2 separate regions of the Sus scrofa genome follow, and region 2 is linked to region 1. The links are chromatin contacts, called in public Hi-C maps. All regions are on one chromosome and are shown on one strand. The core of a region is the stretch at or near the end of the contact, and the rest is flanking DNA. Distances in the headings are between cores, read along the strand shown.

Region 1 (6,210 bases), core at 1,547-4,046:
AACAAATTCTTGATATGGATCAGGTTAGCTGATGCAGGATGTCATCTGAGGTAGAAGTAGCTGTATCTAAGCATCCTTTATATGGAGTTGATTGTCAGTCTGCCCCAAACCATCCACAATTGTGGTTTTAGTGAAATATCTTGCAGCAACTCAATTGCAAAAGGGTTGCAAAGTCTCCTCAATCTTCAACCACTGGCTGGTGTCTTAATCCAAAGTACAACCTTAACTTGGAACTAGTCTTCTGGGCACACATAAACTTTTGGATAATAATGTCAACACCACCATCTTTCATTGTTAAAGAGTCACATAAACAAAGTATATGTAATATGCATAAAGTATCATCTAGGGACAAGACATGATAGCACTTTGTGTCCTTAAAATTTTTTTTTTTTTTACAGACTATATCCCTCTGAATGATCTGGATACAACACACACCCACCATTACCACAGTAATTTTATTTGGCCCATTTGAATGATTATACAGGGAATATATAAAACAGGAGGGAATCTAGAGCCAGGGTCCCCAACAGGTAGGCCCAGTGGAAGGAATACCTTCCTAGGATGTCTTATTAGAATCATCTGGCTAGTTTTTCCCAAGAAACACACCTACACCTCATCCTGGGATTTCCATCTGGGTCCCTCCCTGCTGCAGTACATCACCCTTACTGAAGGTGTTTTCTCTCACTTATGATAGGGTGGAAAAACACACCAAGGCCTTGTCTAATGAATCGCAGTATGAAGAGAGGTCTCTGAAACTTGGGCATAAGTAGCAAATTATCCAGCTGATGGATGATAACCAGAATCATTAAGTCATGGTGTGTGTCATGTATGTGCAGGAGCACGGATCACTGCATTTCCTAATATGGGCCAAAGATAGAAGGACAAAAGTAATCATCCCTCATTACAAATATGAATTCTGACCTAAAAATGTATGGATCAAGTATTGTGGAGAGTTAATTCCAAATGGCTTCTTGTTGTCAAGAAAAACGTAAAGACTGCCTAAACCACACATAAAAATCACCTCAAAGGAACACAAGATATCCAGATCTAGACAACTCACTATGAACCTGTGAAAATCTAGCAAGATTAATATTATTATTGATTGCCTAAAGTATTTCACCCTACGCTTCAGAGATGTGGGAATAGATGAGATAGGGTATGATTCCAGGGCAATTGAGGTTTGTAATAATAAAAAGGACTGTAATAATAAAAGTCCTTAGAAAGTCTTCTCCTCATTGTAATATTTCTACATTACACCCAAAGAACACAAGAAAATAGCAAATTACAAGATAGAATGGCTTTCATATATTTTACTAATCTAAAGTGTATTGAAAACAATTGTCTCCGTTTTATTGCAGGGTTCAATTGAGACTTTAGGCTTCAATTCAGCCTTTTAGTATAAAATTAGCTTCTTAGGGCAGAAAACTGTGAGGTGAAGAGGGCTCAGCTTATGGTCTCCCAACAGATGTTCAAAATTTTTCAGAAAGATTTTTTTTTTTGTTTTTTAACATATTCCTACGATATAGCTGTAGCAGGGCTTCGCACCGGCACCAAATTCAAAATGTTAGCGTTAGGCATAGAAATGTTACGTAGCAAATAAAATAATTTCCAAAAGATGGTGGCTTTGGGGGGGCTTTTGCTAACAACTGTCGTGGAAATTTCCAAAGAGCGTTAAAGACCAGAAGCAACCGTTAAGCCAGGGGCGTCCTTACCACTGCGTCTCCCCTCGGCCCAGAGCCCGTGGATCTCCCTCAGGTCGGGTTGGGTCGCCTCTGCGCCCGGAAGATTGCATGGTGCAGCCTGCACTTCGCCTGGGCACCCTCCTGCTTTCGAGGCGTCCGGGCCCCTCAACCACAGCCACAAGCCAGCCTCCCGACCCAGCTCCCCGATCCTCAACCCAGAGAGTCAACCCAGAGATCCCGGTAAAGTTGTGGTGGGAATATCCCATTGCTGACTTCCAGACAGTCGGCAGGGCGGTGCACCGAAGGAGCTCAGGTTAGCGCGCTCCCCCCAGGGGAAGCTTCGCTCCCGGGACGCGTACCATGCGGCCGCGAAGGGAACCCAGCGGCGCTGTGGGGCGGTGGCCCACGCGAAGAGGAAGGCAGAACAGGACAGTCAGTAGTCAAAAGCTGTGTTCAGGCCCTTGGAAAAGGGGCAGTTCCCCACTTCCCTCCGCACACGCGGGTCTCAGCAGCGCCTTGCCGCGCTCTAGCACACCTAGCCATCTCCTACAGTCCTACCGCGTCCTTCCCCACCCCAGCCCGCGGTCAGCCACCACACATTAGGACCGCGCGGAAACCGCCGAAAGGGAAGGCGGCTGGAGGGCAGTTGGGCGTGGCTTATCGAAGAGAGGCGTGCCCGAGGGGGTGGGGACACTACGCAACCATCGGTTCTGGCTGTTGATTGGCTGAAGTGACTGAGAGGAGCCCGCAAGCGTCTCCGCCCCGCCCGGGCTGCTCCTCCTCTTCTCCAGCGGCTTGGTCCGCACAGGCTCGCGAGGGAACCGCTCAGGCGCCGCCGCCCCAGCCCAGTGCGGACGACGGAAGAGAGGGAGGCGGAAGGAGGACACGCTCGCTCGCTTGCTCCCACCCGCACCCGGGCTCCTAGAGCCGGCGCGGAGCCCAGAGGGAGGAGCCGCGGCGGGCACGCCCCGCCTCCGGCCCGGGAAGACGACGCCAGCGACCTCGCCGGCCGGCCACCGCCCCCCTTGCCGGCCGAGACCCGCCCCCGGCCCCGGCCCCGGCCCTCCCCCGGCGGCATGGAGGGGCCCAGCTCCTGACTGCCGCGCCGCCGCCTCGGCCCCCGTCCCTCCTCCCGGCCCCTCCCTCCCGCCCCCGCTCGCATGTCCGCGCCGCCTTAGCCGAGGATGCTGAGGATGAAGCTGCCGCTGAAGCCGACGCACCCCGCGGAGCCGCCACCCGAGGCGGAGGAGCCCGAGGCGGACGCGCGGTTGTCCGCGAAGGCGCCACCGCGCCGCCGCCGAGACTGCCGCCCCCCGCCGCCGCCGCCGCCGCCGCCGCCCTCGGGCCAGCTGCGGGGCCCCCAGCCGCCGCCGCCGCCTGGGGGGCTCGGGCCGCCTGTTGCTGGGGGAGCGGCGGCGGGGGCGGGCATGCCGGGCGGCGGCGGCGGCCCCACGGCGGCGCTGCGGGAGCAGGAGCGGGTGTACGAGTGGTTCGGGCTGGTGCTGGGCTCCGCGCAGCGCCTGGAGTTCATGTGCGGACTACTGGACCTGTGTAACCCGTTGGAACTGCGCTTTCTCGGCTCGTGCTTGGAGGACCTGGCGCGCAAGGACTACCACTACCTGCGCGACTCGGAGGCCAAGGCCAACGGCCTCTCGGACCCCGGGCCGCTGGCCGACTTCCGAGAGCCGGCCGTGCGCTCGCGCCTCATCGTCTACTTGGCGCTGCTGGGCTCAGAGAACCGTGAGGCCGCCGGCCGCCTGCACCGTCTCCTGCCCCAGGTGGACTCTGTGCTCAAAAGCCTGCGCGCGGCCCGGGGCGAGGGCTCGCGAGGTGGCGCGGAGGACAAGCCCGGCGAGGACTGCAACGGCGAGGAGGACGCGGAGAAGGACGGCTCCGGCCCGGAAGGCAGCGGCGCCGAGCCCCGGCGCGGCAGCGGGCTGGGCTTCAGGGCCCAGGAGGAACTGCTGCTGCTCTTCACCATGGCCTCCCTGCACCCGGCGTTCTCCTTCCACCAGCGGGTCACCCTGAGGGAGCACCTGGAGAGGCTCCGCGCCGCGCTCCGCGGGGGCCCCGAGGACGGGGGAGTGGAGGCGGAGTCGTGTAACTTTGCCGGCCCCCGGGCCCAGGTAAGGCGTGCCAGCCCTCTGCGCCCGCAGTGTGGTCACCGCCTCGGCGACCTGCCCTGCCCGGCTTTCGGACTCCCGGTGGCCGAGCCTCACCCCACGCAGGTGGCTCGGAATCCCCTTGCCACGGCTCCCCGCCCAGTTGTACTAGCCTTCGTTAGTCTGGACCGCTCATTTCCACTGCTCCCCCCACCCCCGCTGCACACAGAGGCACCCGCCATAACAGAATGCTCTAGAAGTCTCTTCCGTGCCGGAGTTACCACGGAAAACATAGAGCACTCAGCCCGATCCCGCTCTCAGATGAAGAGTCTTGGGACTTTTTGACTTTGAGCATCTCTAGGTGCTGGGAAAGGCGAAGCGCTAGTGGAGCCCGTGTGTCGGCCGCAGTCTCGCCTCGGGCTGAGCCTTCCCTTTCTTGCCGCCTGGCGCTCAGGTCACACGTTTTAAAGCTTTGCCTTACCCCTCGGTGAGGTGTCCTAAAGGTGCTCTCCCGGCGAGTTGCCCTATTATTGACACAAATGGGCCTTTTAGCTCAGTGTGTACCTGATTTAAAAGGGGTCGTAGGATCTTGTGGCTCCTGCTCGGAAAACTTGATGTTCCCTTAAAGCGGCGAAATGACTCAAAGTAGAAATGTAGTAGCGTGGTTTGTCTGGGTAAAGTAACCTCCTAGAGTGGGTTGGTAGTGTTCTTTGCCTCTGGCGTATCCTGCTTTCTAATGAGCGTGAGTCCTGCCAACAGATTTGGGTCCAGAGATGTTTGTTGAACCTTTTTAACTGTAGGCATAAATGTTTTTTAAAAAGTTATTAAACACCAAAATGTAGTAGATGAGAATTAAGATGAGTTACTTGTCGCAAACATTAAAGAAAAAAATTTAAATGGCCACGAAAGCAATTTAATAATAATCTAGGCCCAATATAAAGTTCTTGAGCTTGACAATTTAATGGACTAGTTAGCTTTCAGATAAAAACTGTACAATAAGAGCTTACTTTCATGGTTCACAGCTATTCTAGAAAACAACTGATTTGCTTGCCATGTTTTTCCAATTAGGTGATCTCCAGGATGATATATTGGGAAGGGGATTTTTTTTTTCACTCCTTACTTGTAAGTTAATTTAGCTTACATATCTTATATAGCTGCTTTCAGTCAATACCTTGAAACTAAAACCGAGCATTGTATTTCTGTAATGTCTGTGTGGACTCAGTACCCCTAGAATCAAAGGAATTTGGGGCCCTGAAGGATTTAGCTATAATCTAGGCTGAGCCCCTCTATTTCAAAAGGAGGCTTCTGTGAAGTGACTAACTCACATTTTAGGACATACTTTATCACACTCAGGAGGTAGTAACGCTAGTATCCAGAATTTTCTTAGCTTGAAATGTTGTCTGCCAGTGTCTATTTACTACTAGCATGCAACTGTGTATATTGATGGTAAAAGCCCTTTCCACTCTCCAGCCTACTTATTAAAATAATTTCAAAAAGTCCTATGTGCTCCATCATTAAATTTAGAGAAGAAAGCCTGAACTCAGGAGCAGTACTTATATATCTTTAATAAAATTTTTTTCTTGTAATAGTATAATAAGGATATCCTTAGAGTGTGGATGTAATGAAAATGTCCCACAGTGGAGCAGTTTTATATTATTCCATTCATATCATTCCAAAAAGGGTAATCTATTTTTGATTGTAACTACTAGGAGTCTTTTTCCCCCATTAAATTTTGCTTAAAATGCGAGTGTTGGAAAGTGACTAGACGAAGGGAAGAGATGCACGCAAACCACAATAATGAAAATTTTATCTTGACTCCAACGTGTGGCCTTTTCTGGCAATCAGTGAGTGCTGGGAAGAGTGGACTTTTGTGAGGCCGGGCATCCTGCCAATTATTTCAGCACACCATTACTTCTCAGGCAGTGCCTTGTGCTGTGGCCATCAGTTGTTTGGGAATAATTTATAGAGGATCCACGTACTACAGGTGAGGCTGAAGGCTGTTTCCAGAGGCTGGTGGCGTGATGAACTTTTTTTCTACAGTAGTTGTTTAGGGTTACCTTAATAAATCAGTTACGTCTCATTAAATTGGATACTACTCTACACACTTTCTGCTTGGTAGCGTGGACTCCGAGGCCTTCAGCTGTGGCTTGTTCTGGCCTTAAAGAAATTTGGGCAGGTCTTACAGATCCCAGGCTGTCACTCTAGAAGCGACTGAAGCGGGTGGATTGATTTCAGCCCTGGTTCACTGCAGTCCAATCCAGCTGTTTCGCAGCCCTCTGCCGCCTGCTCACAGTTGGAGAGTGGGCCCATATAGGATTGTGCGGGAAGGCGCCCAGGCTTGCGTGGAAGCACTGCGGTGCGCTGGGGGGCCCCGCGATCACGAGCGGCGGTGGACCCACAGACAGCGATCCGGGGCCAGTCTTGCA
Region 2 (5,899 bases), core at 73-2,572, about 20 Mb before region 1:
ATTGACTTCCTCTTAGTTATAGTCCCCCCTACTTCCTATTACTTACAGCAGCCTCACTTGACTTAGGTACTTGCCTACATAAGCCTTAAAGGTATTTGGGTCTGCAAACCTGGCAGTCCACACAGCAAACCCACTGAGAGGACAGGTATTGCCACGTTCATCTAATAGACATAAAAACAGGGGTCCTGGGAGGTTCACAGGCTTCAACAATGACACAAGTCAATAGCAGAGTTCCAGCCTCAATCAAGATTCAGGGTGCAGGGCAGGCTGAGGATGGCCCACCTGGAGACAGCCGCCTTCTGCTACATGGCAGGTTAATCCGCTGATTGCATACTCCATTTTCTAGTTAGCCCACACACAGCCTGAGTTTATCATCAAGCAAACTCCCCTTTTGTTTTTAACAGGACAATCACACCACCTTGAGAAGCCATGAACCAAAGCACGCAGTCTCAATAAACAGCTTGCCTTTTAAATCCATAAGCTACAAACAAATCTGCATTCTTTCAGAGAAGCCTTGCAGGTCTTCTTCTCTTTAAGTCTGAACTTTCTCATGACAAAGATAGTCAAGTGGAGGAAATCAATAACTACAAAGAAATATCTCCAGGATATACTATTATAAGTGCAAAAAAACAAAGGGCAAAAGTGTATGTAGGGAATGATCCCATTTGTATAAATGGAAAAAAAAATAAATATGTTAAGAGTATGCACATACTAAAGGCTTTCCATATAGCTACTAAACTACTCTCTAGAAAGGTTTTACTAATACAATTCTCCTACTACCCCAAGGAAATATAGTGATTGCTAAAAAAAAAAAAAAAAAGCCATTGCCATTTTCAGTAACATGTGGTATTATATTTGCATTTTTATTATCAGTAAGGGCATATCTTTACTGAGCATCGATTATTTATGAATAGCCTGCCCATATCTCTTGCCCTAAGTGAGTTGTAAACAGGACAAACTGGTAAAATAGCTAGAAGACTGAAATATTGGTTTAGCGAAGTGAAAAGCAGATAAACTTAGGTTAGAATCACAGCTTGTGAATGCACCAACTCTATGATTATGGTCAGGTAACTTCTCAGGTCCCATCTGTGAAATGCGGATCCAGTGAACAGTGGATAACGTACATAATGCTGGAAATTATAACAATTATTAGGATGGTTATTCTGCAGCAGTAACTGCACTATGGCACAGGAATCTAAAAAAATGCGGAATGTTTGTTTGGAGAAACTAAGGCTATTTCTGGCATTTCCATCACTCTATTCCTGCCCCTCCCCCACAGCATTGGTGGTGTCGCTATAGCAACGAGCACGCGCTGCCCAAGGCTCAACAGTCTAGCGGTTTACTGGCCTCCGCGGCCTCTCTCTCCGCAGAAGAGCGACAACACTGATCGTCCCACCCACTCCGTCTCGGATCGATCTCCCCTGACCACTGGGAAGGAGCGGAGGGGCAGCATGGCCAAGGCAGCCTCTTCGCCGTTGGAGGACTTGGACCTGAGCGGAGAGGAAGTCCAGCGGCTCACCTCCGCTTTCCAGGACCCCAAGTTTCGGCGAATGTTCTCTGAGTATGCGGAGGAGCTCACGGACCCCGAGAACCGGCGGCGCTACGAGGAGGAGATTACCGCGCTGGAGCGTGAGCGCGGCGTGGAGGTGCGGTTTGTGCACCCGGAGCCGGGCCACGTGCTGCGCACCAGCCTGGATGGGGCCCGGCGCTGTTTCGTGAATGTATGCAGCAATGCCCTGGTGGGCGCGCCCAGCAGCCGGCCCAGCTCTGGGAGCGCGGCGTCCGGCAGCCAGTGGTCCCTGCCCTACAGTCTGGCGCCCGGCCGCGAGTACGCGGGGGGGCGCGGCATCCGCTACACAGTCTACGACGTGGTCTTCCACCCAGACGCACTCGCGCTGGCCCGGCGCCACGAGCGCTTCCGCCAGATGCTGGACGCCACGGCTTTGGAGGCCGTGGAGAAGCAGTTCGGCGTGAAGCTGGACCGCAGGAATGCCAAGACCCTGAAAATCAAGTACAAGGGGACCCCGGAGGCTGCCGTGCTGCGCACGCCCCTACCCGGGGGCGTCCCGGCCCGGCCCGAGGGGGAACCGGAGAGCCCGCTCCCTGATTTCCCCTACCCTTACCCGGGCCCTGTGGCCGCTGGGAGTGCCGCGATCCCCCGGCCCCAGGCGCCCTCCCCTCCCGAGGCGGTCCAGCAGCCCGCCCCCACAGAGCCTCGCTACAGCGTGGTGCAGCGCCACCACGTGGACCTCCAGGATTACCGCTGCTCTCGGGACTCAGCCCCCAGCACTGTGCCCCACGAGCTGGTCGTCACCATTGAGCTGCCGCTGTTGCGGTCGGCTGAGCAGGCAGCGCTGGAAGTGACTGGAAAGCTGCTGTGCCTCGACTCACGGAAACCCGACTACCAGCTGCGGCTCTCGCTTCCATACCGGGTGGACGACAGCCGCGGCAAGGCGCAGTTCAACAAGGCCCGGCGGCAGCTGGTAGTCACGCTTCCGGTAGCGGTGACAGTCTCGCTCCCGGAGCTCGCCGCGACCCCGGAAGAGGCCGCCGACCGGCCCGGAACTGATGGCGCGGCCTGCGCTTCCGCTCGCCAAGGGGAGGCGGGCCCAGCGGGGATTCGTGCAGGGGACGGAGGCTCGGATCCCGGCCGAGCTGGAGCTGCGGGCGCCGATATCCCTGCCCCGGAGGCCGTTGGGGGGAAGCTTGTCTCAGAACCAGAGGAGCTTGATTTCGGCGGGCAAGCAATATCAACAGCTCGCATTGGGGAGGAGCCGCTTCCCAGAGCAGGGAACTCACCTGAGGACGGTGGTGGAGGCGCTCCTTGGAAATCATCCGGGGACCTTGACGGGAGGTCTCCTACAGGGAGAGGGAGAGCGCGCCCAGCTCTTGGCGTCAAAGAGCACGTGGCCGGAGGAGGCACAGGCAGGGAGCCTGTTGATCGATCCATGGTTGGTCCCGGGACAGACCGCGGGGAACCCTTGTGTCCGCCTCTGCAATGTAATCAGGATGAAGAATCTCTGACTCTGCTCATTCAAGTGCCTTGCATCCAGCCTCAGAGTCTTCAAGGGGAAGTGACCCCCCTGTGGTACAGATTGTGCTTCTCCACCCAAGACTTAGTATATTATACCTTCTTTTTGCAATTTACTCCAGAGAATAAATTGAGTACCAAAGAACCAGTGGCTAGCATTTCTTCAAACAATGCAGTGATAGAACTGGCCAAATCTCCAGAGTGCCGTGGACTTTGGAGAGAGTGGTATTATGGTTTAAACAACGATTCTTTGGAGGTAACAGTTCTTTCTAGAGTCTTACTACTTGAAATATTCTCTCCCACTTTTAAATTTACAGGCATCCTTTCATTTCATCCTAAACAGAGAATTTGCCGTTGTAACTTCTTTCAAATGATGACTTGAAAATTGATACACCTGATCAATTGATACACTTGATCAAGATGTCAGTACGCGTTAACCGCATATTGAAAAAAAAGGAAAACAAACAAAAAAACCCACCGCAAACCTTAAGACATCCGGTCTTGGTTGTGGATGGGTTTCAGATCCTCAAAGATGAAGATATATATAGATTCTCAGGGATCCGTAGAACTCTAAAATTGTATACAAAAAGTTGAGGGTGCTTTCTTCCGGAGAGAAGGGCTGTAACTTTATAGTCAGAAACACAAATCTGAGTCATTCTATTGTGGCCATAGTTTTAGTTGGTAAATAGATTTTTCCAGCAATGAAAAATAAATAACAGTTCATTTCCGCAGAGCAAAAGTAACCCAGCCTGTGCCACACAGTTGTTTTATAGGAAAACGAACTCAGACCCGGGGTGAATCTAAATCCCTTCCCCTCTTGGCCATACGGTGATGCTTAATTTTGGTCACTGGTGTCGATGGGGTTGTCCTGTGGTGGGACTTAACCTTACACTGAAAGGACCTCTTTTTGCATCTGTTTTCATCGTTATTTCCCTACTAGTATTTGGCACAATGGCTGGCATTTAACAAAGTGTAATATAAACATTTTTGGGAACCAACATCAGCTCCATCTCTTTTGGGTGAAAATTGGGACTGTGCATTATCAAGTTTACCTAGGATATAATTTTGATGAATAATTCAATTTTTTGCTACTACACTTTTTAGATTACTGAAGATCTTGAATTTTAGATTCAGTACTCCAGTACTATTGGCAAATAAATATTGAAAAAAAAAACCTGCTTAAAATTTTAAGTTCTATAGGACTTTTTAAACTCATAAGTGAACAATTAATTGGTGATTTTGAGTGAGGCTTGGATCAATGTTACTTTTTTCTTTTTTCTTTTTTAGCTCTTTTAACCTATTCAAGGGTTAAATTCCCTAATTCCCAACACTAGTTGCACAGATTATATATTAAAAATTAAGTTTTGGGCCCTGGGCTTTAGCCTGCCATGAAGTTTCACTTCCTGTGTTTTTCTAGAAATATGCTAATAAGTTTAATATTTATTTTATGAGATGTATCTTCTGTGAGGTTAATTTGAAACCCTCCAAAAATGGTAAAATAAATAGCCAGGACTAGGTAAGATACTTTGTGAGAATATAAAATATAAAATTGACTGTTTATGTCATCAGAAGGGGGAAATTTAAGAAAGGACAGTTGTTTTCCTATAATTATTTTAATAAATGTGAAAATAACTCACAACATGGCAAAAGGCTTTTTGGAAAAACACTTGAGAGAACACTAGGGAATAGATTTTAATTTGATTTTCTAGTATGTGAACATTCTTTTAGTAAAGAAACTAGACCCAAACAAGATTAGGGCAATTATGTATTATATCTTTGAAGCCTGCAGTAGAGTTATAATTACTTCATTAATCATCACATTTGCTGAGGCTGATGATGGAACCATAATGTTCAATTTTTTTTTACATTTTACTAGACCAACTTTTAAGTACTAAAGTAAATTTTTTTTTTTTTTTTTTTTTTTTTTTGCCTTTTTAGGGCTGCACCCACGGTACATGGAGGTTCCCAGATTAGGGGTCCAGTGAGAGCTACAGCTGCTGGCCTGTGCCACAGCTACAGCAACGCAGGATCTGAGCGGCATCTGTGACCTACACCACAGCTAATAGCAACACTGGATCCTTAACCCACTGAGTGAGGTCAGAGATCGAATCTGTGTCCTCAAGTTTCCCCGAATCACGACGGGAACTCCTAAAGTAAAAAAAAAATTTTAAGTGTATTTTTTAATTTATTTTTATTTATTTATTTATTTAGGTCTTTTTAGGGCCACACCCGTGGCATATGTTAGGTAGGTCCCCAGGCTAGGGGTCGAATCAGAGCTACAGCTGCCGGCCTATGCCACAGCCACAGCAACATGGGACCCAAGCCGCTTCTGCGACCTACACCACAGGTCACAGCAACACTGGATCCTTAGCCCACTGAGCAAGGCCAGGGATCGAACCCATAACCTCATGGTTCCTAGTCGGGTTCGTTTCCACTCCTCCACGACAGGAACTCCGAAAGTAAATTTTTTAAAAATCACAACGGTAGACATAATATATGATTATATTATTATATGTATTATATATCAAAATAATTATAAAGAGACTGATTTGTGGCTTTCAAGTTCTGAATTATAACTTTACACATAAACAAGTACAAAATATATCTCTATAAGCCTTAAATAGTCACTGGGAATTTTCCTAGAGCTTTAGAACTGCTAAATTCTTACCTTTTATTGTAAAATCAGTATCTTTTATAGTAAAATCAATCATTAGGCAAGAAGGCAAGTATATGTAACTCCTTTGTGTTTTAATCATAACCACTTCCATTATAAATACTCTTCTCTGAATTAACTAAAGACTAAAATATTGGTGTATTTTTGGCAGTTAATGTGTAAGTCTTTTCCAGAGACCAGAAGACTTTTGATGG

The links. Hi-C and Micro-C count contacts between places; a contact is called where the count stands out from the background.
Region 2: a contact with region 1 is called in a Hi-C map of omental adipose tissue, with 4 times the contacts expected there. The contact joins the promoter of DNAAF2 here to the promoter of ZCCHC2 in region 1. A contact is called at or near these places in 3 of 47 Hi-C or Micro-C datasets (mesenteric adipose tissue, omental adipose tissue and retroperitoneal adipose tissue).

The regions. Positions count from the first base shown.
Region 1 is chr1:159,018,729-159,024,938 of Sscrofa11.1, reverse strand. ZCCHC2 (zinc finger CCHC domain-containing protein 2) reads left to right here and starts at 2,796. Exons shown (of 14, transcript XM_021099630.1): 1 at 2,796-3,808. The coding sequence starts at 2,867.
Region 2 is chr1:179,486,559-179,492,457 of Sscrofa11.1, reverse strand. It overlaps DNAAF2 (protein kintoun), which reads left to right and starts at 1,322. Exons shown (of 3, transcript XM_003121803.5): 1 at 1,322-3,287. The coding sequence starts at 1,452. LOC110262104 (a long non-coding RNA gene) reads right to left here and starts at 2,500. Exons shown (of 2, transcript XR_002346676.1): 1 at 2,262-2,500; 2 at 1-2,000.